Linked DNA regions of Capra hircus: region 1 is linked to region 2. Evidence: chromatin contacts called from public Hi-C data. All regions are on one chromosome and are shown on one strand. Each heading gives the region's core, a stretch centred on a gene start, on an enhancer-like site or on the middle of the called end of the contact. The rest is flanking DNA. Distances are from core to core; before and after follow the strand shown.

Region 1 (4,906 bases), core at 1,248-3,747, 270 kb after region 2:
AATACATACAGCCAGCACGCTGCAAGAGCAAAAAGTTGTGGTTGTTGCCCTGGGATGGGCGAAGAAATCATGCCATTAACTCTGCTCAGGACCAACATCATCTCTGGTTTTTACCCCAGAGGCACTGGATGAGTGTCTCCAAGGGCACACCTTCTCTAACTACTGACCTCCACCCCCGCCCACACCTTCCCGGCTCCTGCTCTGGGCAGCCCCTCACTCTCACTTTTCCCTTCCCAGGACCATCGAGGATCATCTCAGATCATGTGTGATGTGGGCTGGAATTGGGGCCCTAGAGACACCAGCAGCAGAGAAACGTGGAGAGTCTTCCATGGACCTGTGTGTGTACCGGTTTTAGCTAAAACGGCTCCTTTCACCATTAGGCATTGATATCTTCATCACACAAGCAGAAAGGGGGAAATAAACTAGGTGTGCAGCTTGGTGTGGGCTTGAGGCCCGAGTACGGAAACAAAAGAGGCTGCCGCTGAGGGATCAGCATGGGCACAGCCTCTGCCCAGAGCATCAGAACAGGGCACCGAGCTCTCTGAAACATGATCCTTGGTGCTGGCCAAAAGAAGGGGCTTGCCTTGAGAAGAGGTGACTCAGAGACTCCCAAGGAGATGGGGCATTTGGGGGGAGGTGGGGGGAGGTGGGGGCAAAAAGTGTTTCGTAGGCCCCTCCATAGAACTTCTGGACTTTGCCGCCACCTTGTGGACAGAGTCTAGAAGGACAGGGTTGTGGCTGCCCTTGGCTGAAGTCTCACGCCAGGCCTTCAGGATGGTACTTCTTCCTGAGCTTTGAGTCGGGGGTTCTTCAGGGCACATGGAAATGAATCCTACGCTCCTATGATTCCGAATGTCATGCTCATGATGTGTCCTTCTGCCAAGAATCTAGTTATCTTTGCAGACAGGGACACAGGAGGTGGAACTGAAGGGAAGATATCCAACTCGAATCAGGATAATCCACCCAAGTGTTGCCCAGTAGCCACAGGCTTTCCCGGAGAACTTGAAGCTGTGGTTGTACGAAGGAACTCTGTACAAAGCAGCCTGGGAGTGCTCAAGGGCAAGGCAGAGGGGGTAACAGTGGGAGAAAAAGGGACAGGAAGGAACAGGACATAGAGATGTGGGTTCAGCCTGGTGTGGACAGAGCTGGCCTCATAGTGAGCGAGTGACCAGCTCACTTTCTCCTGCCCATTTCTAAAACGGAGACAACAAGGAAATGGGAGAAGTTCTCACCCATTCAGAATGTGATGTGAGCAGATCAAGGAAGGGTCCATATGCCACTCAACATCCCTCTACTCCAGCCTCACGACCTCCCTAGGCTTTTGCACCAAGCTGGGAGTGTGAAAATCAGCTTTCTCCACAGACCCTATGAGCCAGTACTAATGTGTACCCATTTTTCAGATGAGAAGATTGAGGCACGGAGGACTGAAGTGCTTGTCCAAGGTTTCACAGTGAGCATGTGATGGGGCCAAAATTCCACTGTGGGGGAGTCCACTCCACACAACATGCTCATACTGTACCAAGTAAATATACTGCAAAAGGAATTGGGGGACCACACTTCTGGTGTCCTAGCTCTGGGTCTCTCCCAACTTGAGCTCTGGTAGGAAAATGATGCGGTTTTCTCCCTGGTTTGCCCCTTCCCAACCTACATAAAGGTCTCTCTTCAAAGGCTTCTAGGAAACAAGCTTCCATTCTTCCCTTTCAGGCTCCCAGTCCCATGCACGTCAGGAATATGGCTCTCAGGACGTTTCTCCTGCAGTCTAACCTTCACCCATCTTCCGTCAGGTCAAGTCCAGATAGAAGGTCCCAGATAGGAGAGAGAGAGCATGTGGACAGGCTTCTGTCTCAGAGAAGGGTATTCTTGGTTTCTAAAAGCAGGGTTTAATTCTCTACCAGTGACAGTCAGGGCCAGCCAATCACAGGCCTTAATGGGAGAGCTTAAATTATAGAGGACCAAGTTAGACGAAAGAAAAAAAAAATCAACAAAACCCACCCAACTCCCAGCCCCTGGTACTGCAGCTGATAGGTAATTATCTGCTGTTTGTGTGCGCTGTTTGGGCTCCAGCCCTGACTACTCGGGATGGACAGTGTGGGGACCAGGCCATTGGGCTGGTGTCAGGCCAAGACAATTGAGAGGGGCCCCGGCCAGACCCTTCTCGACGTCATCTCCCCCCTCCCACCCCTCTACTCCCCTCCAATCAGGGGAGGAGCTGCCCTCTCTCGCCCAACACCCTCCCTGCAAACCCCGGGAGGAGAGAGGGAGTGATTAGCATGGGGCATTGTCCCCAGATAATGGGCCCCAGCTGCCGCTTGCAAGAAGAGACAAAGCGCCCGGCCGCTCCACAAGCATTATCCCCTCGTTAAATCTCTGTTATTAGATTAGATTCAAAATGTATTGATTCAGAGTCTGGCAGGGGGGAGGGGGCGCGGAGGACGGGGATGTGGCTGCGGAGTGCGGAACCACACCTCTCCGGGGGCGCGCCCTCCCCCTCCCCCTCCCCGCAGCAGGCAACTCTCCTTCCCGGTCTCTGAGCGGAATCTCCCCTAAGCCCAAACCCTGACTCTGAGTTCTGCTGCTCGCCTGGACCCTCGCCAGAGCTGCGGAATGTCCACTCTTGCGGGGGGGGGGCGGGGTGCGGGGGCTGGGGTCGTGGAACGCAGATGAACCCCGCCGCTCGGGAAAGGCAGCCTCGCTGAGATGCGGGCGGTGAGCTCCACAGCTGGGACCCCTATGCAGGGCTGGGTCGCCCAGGCTGGGCGCTTTCAAGTCCTTTAAGGCAGTCTTCTGAGTAGAAATGACAGGTTTGGAAAGCAGTGCGGATGGGAAAGGAGGTGAGAATTGGGACTGTTGGTAGATGAGTAGAGAAGGCTGCAGAAGAGCAGTGGAGATGAGCTATAGAGAACCTGTCTGGTCAAGGCTATGGCTTTTCCAGTGGCCATGTATGGATGTGAGAGTTGGACTATAAAGAAAGCTGAGCGCCCAAGAACTGATGCTTTTGAACTGTGGTGTTGAAGGAGACTTTTGAGAGTCCCTTGCACTGCAAGGAGATCCAACCAGTCCTTCCTAAAGGAAATCAGTCCTGAATATTCATTGAAAGGACTGATGCTGAAGCTGAAACTCCAATACTTTGGCCACCTGATTCAGAGAACTGACTCATTTGAAAAGAGTTGCTGGGAAAGACTGAAGGCAGGAGAAGGGGATAACAGAGGATGAGATGGTTGGATGGCATCACTGACTCAATGGACATGAGTTTGAGTAATCTCCTGGAGTTGATGATGGCCAGGGAGGCCTGGCGTGCTACAGTCCATGGGGTCGCAGAGTGGGGCACAACTGAGCAACTGAACTGAACAGAACTGGGCTCTTCTCAGAAGCACTTGTTTTTAAAGACTTGGGTGGAGAATGAGAAATATCATATGATATCAAATATCATGATATCAAATATCATATGATATCACTTATATGTGGAATCTAGAAAGAAATGATACAAATGAACTTATTTATAAAACAGAAACAGACTCACAGACTTAAGAGAAGGAACATTGTGGTTACCAGGGGAGGAGACAGTTAGGGATTTGGGGACGGACATGTACATGCTGCTATATTTAAAAATGGATAAACACCAGGGACCTACTGAATAGCACAGGGAACTCTGCTCAATGTTATACGGTAGCCAATGGCACCCCACTCCAGTACGTCCTGGCAAATCCCATGGACAGAGGAGCCTGGTGGGCTGCCATCCATGGGGTCGCAAAGACTCAGACATGACTGAAGTGACTTAGCAGCAGCAGCAGCCTGGATGGGAGAAGAGTTTGGGGGAGAATGGATACATGTATATGTATGGCTGAGTCCCTTTGCTGTCCACCTGAAACTATCACACCATTGTTGACTATACTGCAATATAAAATTAAAAGTTAAAAAAAAGACAATTGGCTTAAATAAGAAAAAAAAATTAAAAATAAAAATAGAAAGATAAGAGAAAAGACATGGGTAGTTTTTGGTTTTCTCTCTCTGCCTAGGACAGAAAAAGAGGGAAGGAGCAGAAGTGGCTGAGGAAGGAAAAAGGGAAGTTCTGGGAGAGACAGAGGTGGAGGGAGCTTCCACGTGTTCTCATATCCCAGGCAGGGGAAAGGTCTGCTTGGGCGGCACCCAAGATCGATACTGATGGACAGGAGTGAGTAAACCAGGGGCTTCTCGGCCCCGGGCCTCAGTTTCCCCTCCCTGGGCAGCACAGCCTGGTTGCTGGATCGATGAGCTGATTGGCTGTGGCCAGTGGAGCCGACGATGTTACACATGGCGGCTCATTCTCTAAGTGGTTAATTGGCTGCCTCAGTGCTGGGCTCTGTTGCTCCATTGATTGTGGGTGGAAAGTCGGGAGGGGGAGATGGGGAATCAATAGGTTGATGAGTGTCTTACTAGCTGTTTGGTTGGACACTTTGTCAATAGCCACCCACTTACTGATCAGCGGTGCACGGAAGTGCCAAACCATCCAGCTTGCTTTCTCTCTCTCTCTGGCCTGAGACATGAGACCCATGACTGGCCCATGACTGTATGACTTGGCCCAGCAAGTCCAAGTGGAAAGTGCAGTGGAACAGCTTTGATCCCAAGATCAGGCTCCCAAGCATAGGCTGCCAGGATCATCCTGAGAAAGTCAGGATAAACAGGATAAGCAGGATCAAGATAAACATCTTTAGCCCAGTCTTTGCTCAGCAGAAGGCAACTATTGTGTGCTTGTGGGTGTGCTTAGTCGGTCAGTCATGTCCCACTCTTTGCCACCCCTTGGACTGTAGCCCACCAGGCTTCTCTGCCCATGGAATTCTCCAGGCAAGAATAATGGAGCGGATCGTCATTTCCTCCTGCAGGGGATCTTCCTGACCCAGGGATCCAACCAGTGTCTCTTAAGTCTCCT
Region 2 (5,169 bases), core at 1,976-4,475:
TCACCCAGAGACCCCGCATTTTGGAACGGGTGCAATGACAGGATAGAATTGGGGGTTATTTTTCTTTGGGAATGTTTTACATGCGGGCAGAAGAGTGTAAACAGAGGAGAAGGACAATTGCGAAAGGAATCTCTAGCTTTCCACCAAAGCTCTCGCTCCTCCCTCTGAACGTGGCTGAAAGGCATTTTCCTGTTCCCCTTGCCCTTAGATGCAGCCATGTGACACAATACAATCCAATGAAACGGAAGCAGGAAACATACATATCGTTACCGGGCCAAGGCTTTTAAAAAGCAGGAAAACTCCCTTCAGACTCTGTCTTCCCTTCTTCAAGAAGATGAAGACGATGACAAGACCTCCAGGGATGGCCGAACCACAGGACTGTAGGGAACAGCCACCCGCCAACCACAATCATCCACCTTCGGATAGCTAAAGGAGTGAGAAATGAACTCATCTGGTAGGCCCCTGGAGTAGGCAACAGCATGCTACTCCAGCATTCTCGCCTGGAAAATTCCATGGGCAGAGGAGCCTAGCAGTCTACAGTCCATGGGGCCACAAAGAGTCAGACATGACTGAGTGAGCACACAAAGACATATTGGAGGAATTGTGTGTTTTGGATTTATTTGTTATTGCAACTAGTGTTATCCTATTTAATATATACCCAGTGGAAGAAACAGGCATGGATACGTATGGACAGGCTTTCTGATAAGGACATGGTAAGTTTGAGATGCCTGTTTGATATTAAAGTGTTTGTGTCAATTAAGTAACTAGTCTGGAACTCAATGGAAAGTTGAGGACAAGGGAGAAAGATTTCGGAGTCATTAGCAAGTATAAACGTGACGGAAGGGGATGCCACAGGGGACAGTCGATAGGGCAAGAAGGTCAGGGGAGCAGCTAGAGATAGTCTACTGTTATAGCCAAAATTCCAGCAGAGGAGTCAGTGAGACTGAGAAGCAGCAGGCTGTGGGGGAGAGGCTAAAGCCAGGAGAGTAAGTGTTTCCAAAAGGAGCCCGGGATCTAGAAAGCTGCTGAGAACTCAAGCAAGACGGAGACAGCAAAGTAGCCTTAGTCTCTTGGGAGCCACTGATGACCTTGACAAGACAATTTTAATGAAGTAAAACTGGGATAAAACCCAGGTCAGGAAAATGTTGTAAGAAAAACGACAGAAGGCAATGCGTATAGGCAAAATTCTCTCTAGAATTTTGTTGTTCAAAGAAGGATTCAGTTGGTAACTAAAGAGGGACTTTGGGTCAGGGGAAGTTTTGATAACATATTTGTAATGCTGATGGGAATAATCTGGTTAAAAGGGGAAAATGGGTGCAGCAGAGAGAAAAGTACAAAAGCAAAGGGTTTGGAAGAAAAAGGGAGGATGAGACCCAGAGCCCAGGAGGAGGGGCTGACCTTCAATAGGATGGACATGTAATCCATTAGACGCCTCACTCTGGGTCTCACTTTATTGGGTTTCTTGGTCCTAGGGATTAAAGATGGCATGGTCTCATGAAGGCAGGCAGGCAGAGAGCTGGGCTAATGGTATGTTGTTCTTGGTGCTTATTTTCTGTTGTTGTCCTTGAGACTTCAGAGAAATCTAATTTAAATGTTACAGGCTGGTCTCAGCTGTGCTCTGGGGAGTGAAGGGAAAGGTCAAGTGCAGCCACTTGGGACAACTGGTGTTAAGGAGGAATGCTAAATGGCAAGAGATTTCTGAGAATAAGGTGGATATCAATCAAATCTAACTTGTGTGGTCCAACCCCCAACCGGTTCCTGCTCCTCTCCTCTTGACTCCCTCCCTTCCCTGTTCCTTTCTCTGCCCATCAGACCAACCATCAAACGTGCGTTTCCCCCTTCTCACCACCTGGTGTCACTAGACGCTCGCTCTAAACTGAGGCTCACCCAGTCCAGGCGGAGGGAGAAACAAGCGCTAACAGCTGATGTGGAGCCAGAGGTATCCTTTGCTCTGAGGATCGTCATAGTTGGCAAGAGTCATAGAATCTCAGAAGTTTAGCGTTGGGAGTGAAGTGAAGTCACTCAGTCGTGCCCGACTCTTTGCGACCCCATGGACAGTAGCCTGCACCAAGCTCCTCCATCCATGGGATTTTCAAGGCAAGAGTACTGGAGTGGGTTGCCATTTCCTTCCTCAGGAAATCTTCCCAACCCAAGGACTGAACCCAGGTCTCTTACATCGTAGACAGATGCTTTACCATCTGAGCCACGTTGGGAAGGGTCTTCTAAACCATTCCGTTGAATCCGTTTGAGACGGTCAGAGGTGCCAAGAGTCAAGAAGAGAAGCAAAATCACTAAGATCACTTCCAATCAAATACCCTGTAGACCCAAATGTCCAAGGAGAGTCCACTACCTCCCAGAGAACTCAGGCATTAAGCAGCCAGAGAGGTGCTGTGGACAGGCACAGGTCAACCCGCTGTATGAGAAGGGCGGTTCTATTTAGAGGCAGGAACTGACCTTAGCAACCTTCCATGACGGCTCTCCTAGGCTTTCTGAAGGTTCTCAGGAAGTAAGAGCTGGTCCCACCGCCCCTTGCCCTTTGCTGTCCCCTCTCAGGCTCTCGAGCATGGAGCTGGGGACCTCTGAGCTCCTGTGCAGCCCTCTGGCCTGCCTGCTTCTCTCCCAGCAGCAAAGCTTTTGAGGGGCTGGATCCCCTCGAGGCTGATCTTCCTTCAGTGTTAGATGAGGCCACATGGATCCCTGGGGTGTGGGCTGGCTGATGGCAGCCTTTGGGGACAGGAGGGGCTGGATTTGACAAGGCCAGTTGCTCAGCCGGGAGAAAAAGGATCAGGGAAGAAATACCGACTCGGGTGAACTTCTGGAAAATCCAACTGCACCATCTCCCAAGTAGTTTAGCATTTCCTTTCTGGTGTAAAACTGGACCACTTTCTCCTCTTACGAAGCCCAACCTGGTCCATGGACTGTAGCCCGCCAGGCTTCTCTGTCCATGGGGATTCTCCAGGCAAGAACACTGGAGTGGGTTGCCATGCCCTCCTCCAGGGGTTCTTCCCAACCTGGGGATCGAACCCGCGTCTCTTGTATTTCCTGCATTGGCAGGCGGGTTGTTCACTACTAGCACAACCTGGGAAGCCCTACCTCAGACTCGGTATAGCACAGGGTGCCCCCAAAGAACCCAAGTTCCTTGCAAGGGGATGTGCTTTCCCAGTCACTTTCCAGACCTGCCTGCCCAGTAGAGGCACCTGCAGTCAGTGTCCACTAGGTGGTGATAGAGTCCCAGTGATGCCAGAGAGCCCAGGAACCCGCCCCAAGTCTCCCAGGTCCTGGCTGCAGGGCCCTAGCTCTGGAAATGAATGCCCAGGCCATGAGCACCACTGCCCTCCTCCCCCACTAATTTATGCTTTCGTTTTATAGCACCGTGGTGTTTAGAAAGCTGATTCCCATGCCTTGCTTCAGTTGGCAATGTCCTGAAGGTAAACAGGGCAGGCATTTCTGTACCCCATTTTACAGCTGAGGACAGAGAACCTCAGAGTCGCTTGGAGTTACGGTCGAGGTCACACGATGAATGGCCTCAGAGCTAGGTCCTCTTGACTCTGGACACTAGATTCTTTCAGCCTGGACTCAGTTGCCCCTGTTCCTTGGGGGGAGCCCAGAATAGCAGCCACCACACATCAGTCAGAGTGGAGCTGGGTGCTCGATTCCGTGGGGCCATATGCTGCACCCTGATGGGACCCATCTGGGCTTCATTGGCTGCCAGGCCCCAAGGCCGGGGCTCAGCTCTGCCTCATGGGGCCTGAGGGCACTTGGTGAAGCAGACAGTGCCAGGCAGCCTGGTGACACCACCCTGCAGGAGCCCACAGCTGGCCTCGCTCTCCAGACCCACCCAGGTGTGAATGGCAGGGGGGACGTGGTCCTCTGGCTAAGGCTGGCCTTAGGTCTGCCCTGGGACAGGCTACTGAGAGTGAAGGAAAGGCTCTAGGGCCCAGGTTTCCAGCAAATTCTGGGCAGGCATGTGAATGAGGCAGAAAAAGCTGGGAGATAAAGGCTTTGATTCAACACAGGAGTGGAAGCTGTGAAAAACCTATCACTAAATGGAAATGGTCCAACCTGGGTTGATCGGGCCAGGAGTGGGAGGGTGTCACCTAGAGAGGTGGCCTGGCGGAGAGAAGAGAAGGAGCTGATGGAATGACAGATCTCAGCTTCCAGGCTCACCTTCACCGGCCACTACCACGAGTTACAGTCTCAGTTTACCCATCCGTAAAATGCAGCCAGCACTCAGCACCTCACAGGAGCTATGAAGAAAGGGAGGCTTCCAAGAGTCCCCCAAATAGCAGATCCCCCTGGGGAAGCAGGGTGTTGGGTGCTCCTGCTCTTTTGAAGAACCAGAAAAAGAGAAGCAGCCCCCTGCTTGGGTCAGGGAGTATGAGGGGGAAGGCTGTGATTTTCACATTGTGGCCCCAGGATCTCCAGGAGAGGGTGGGCTTTCCAGGCTGTATCTCTGTATCACCAACCCCTCCCCCAACCCCCTGCCCCCAAGGAGAGGTGGTGGCAGAGGAACGGGGTGCCAGCCGGGTACAGTCGTGAGCTGCAGAAAGCAGTGGCTTTCCTATTAATGTAGTCAGTAAATAAATAAAGGAGGGCTTAAGCGTAGTGTACAGCAATCAGTTTAGAGCTACAGGGTAATTAGCGCTGCAGGGGGCTGCAAGGCTGCAGAGTCAGGTTTAAATGAGTGAGTTCACTTTCACTGAGACGCCCCCCGGAGAGCAAACACAGCCCAGAGAAGAGCCTGCCCTCCCGCCAGCCCACGTGAGGGGCAGGGGCTGGGGTTGGGGGGAGGCGGGGAATGGCAGGCCTGGGTCTGAGCCACAGCAAGAGTTGGGGGATAATCTCTCCCCACAGTGGCTGGGGACCAGGTGTCTACACCCACATGCTCATGCGTACACATGCACCCAGAGCGATATCCAGGCTGAGATGCGCCGCTGTCCTGGGCTGACTGCTCCTCCCCTGCACATGGCTGAGCTGACTCTTCAGGCGTCTCTCTGAACTGACGTGGGCACGTGTGAGGGGAGGCACGGTCGCCTCCACTGAAGTCTGCACGCGGTGACATGCACGCTCGTGGAGGTGCCTGGGCGGCATGGGTGTGCACTCTGACCTCAGCCGCTGATGCTGTCTCTCCATCCCTCCTTCTCCCATCCGTTTATCCAGCAAAGCTTT

What was found. Hi-C and Micro-C count contacts between places; a contact is called where the count stands out from the background.
Region 1: a Hi-C map of liver shows a contact between it and region 2, with 5 times the contacts expected there. The contact joins two enhancer-like sites. A contact is called at or near these places in 2 of 5 Hi-C or Micro-C datasets (blood and liver).

The regions. Positions count from the first base shown.
Region 1 is chr15:57,823,209-57,828,114 of ARS1.2, forward strand. No RefSeq gene overlaps it. Among named protein-coding and RNA genes, the nearest start is that of HTR3A, 18 kb to the right of the region's middle. Within about 2 kb of position 2,498, at least 1 of the 5 cell types and tissues checked has an H3K27ac peak or open chromatin away from gene starts, as enhancers often do.
Region 2 is chr15:57,547,821-57,552,989 of ARS1.2, forward strand. No RefSeq gene overlaps it. Among named protein-coding and RNA genes, the nearest start is that of TRNAG-CCC, 23 kb to the left of the region's middle. Within about 2 kb of position 3,226, at least 2 of the 5 cell types and tissues checked have an H3K27ac peak or open chromatin away from gene starts, as enhancers often do.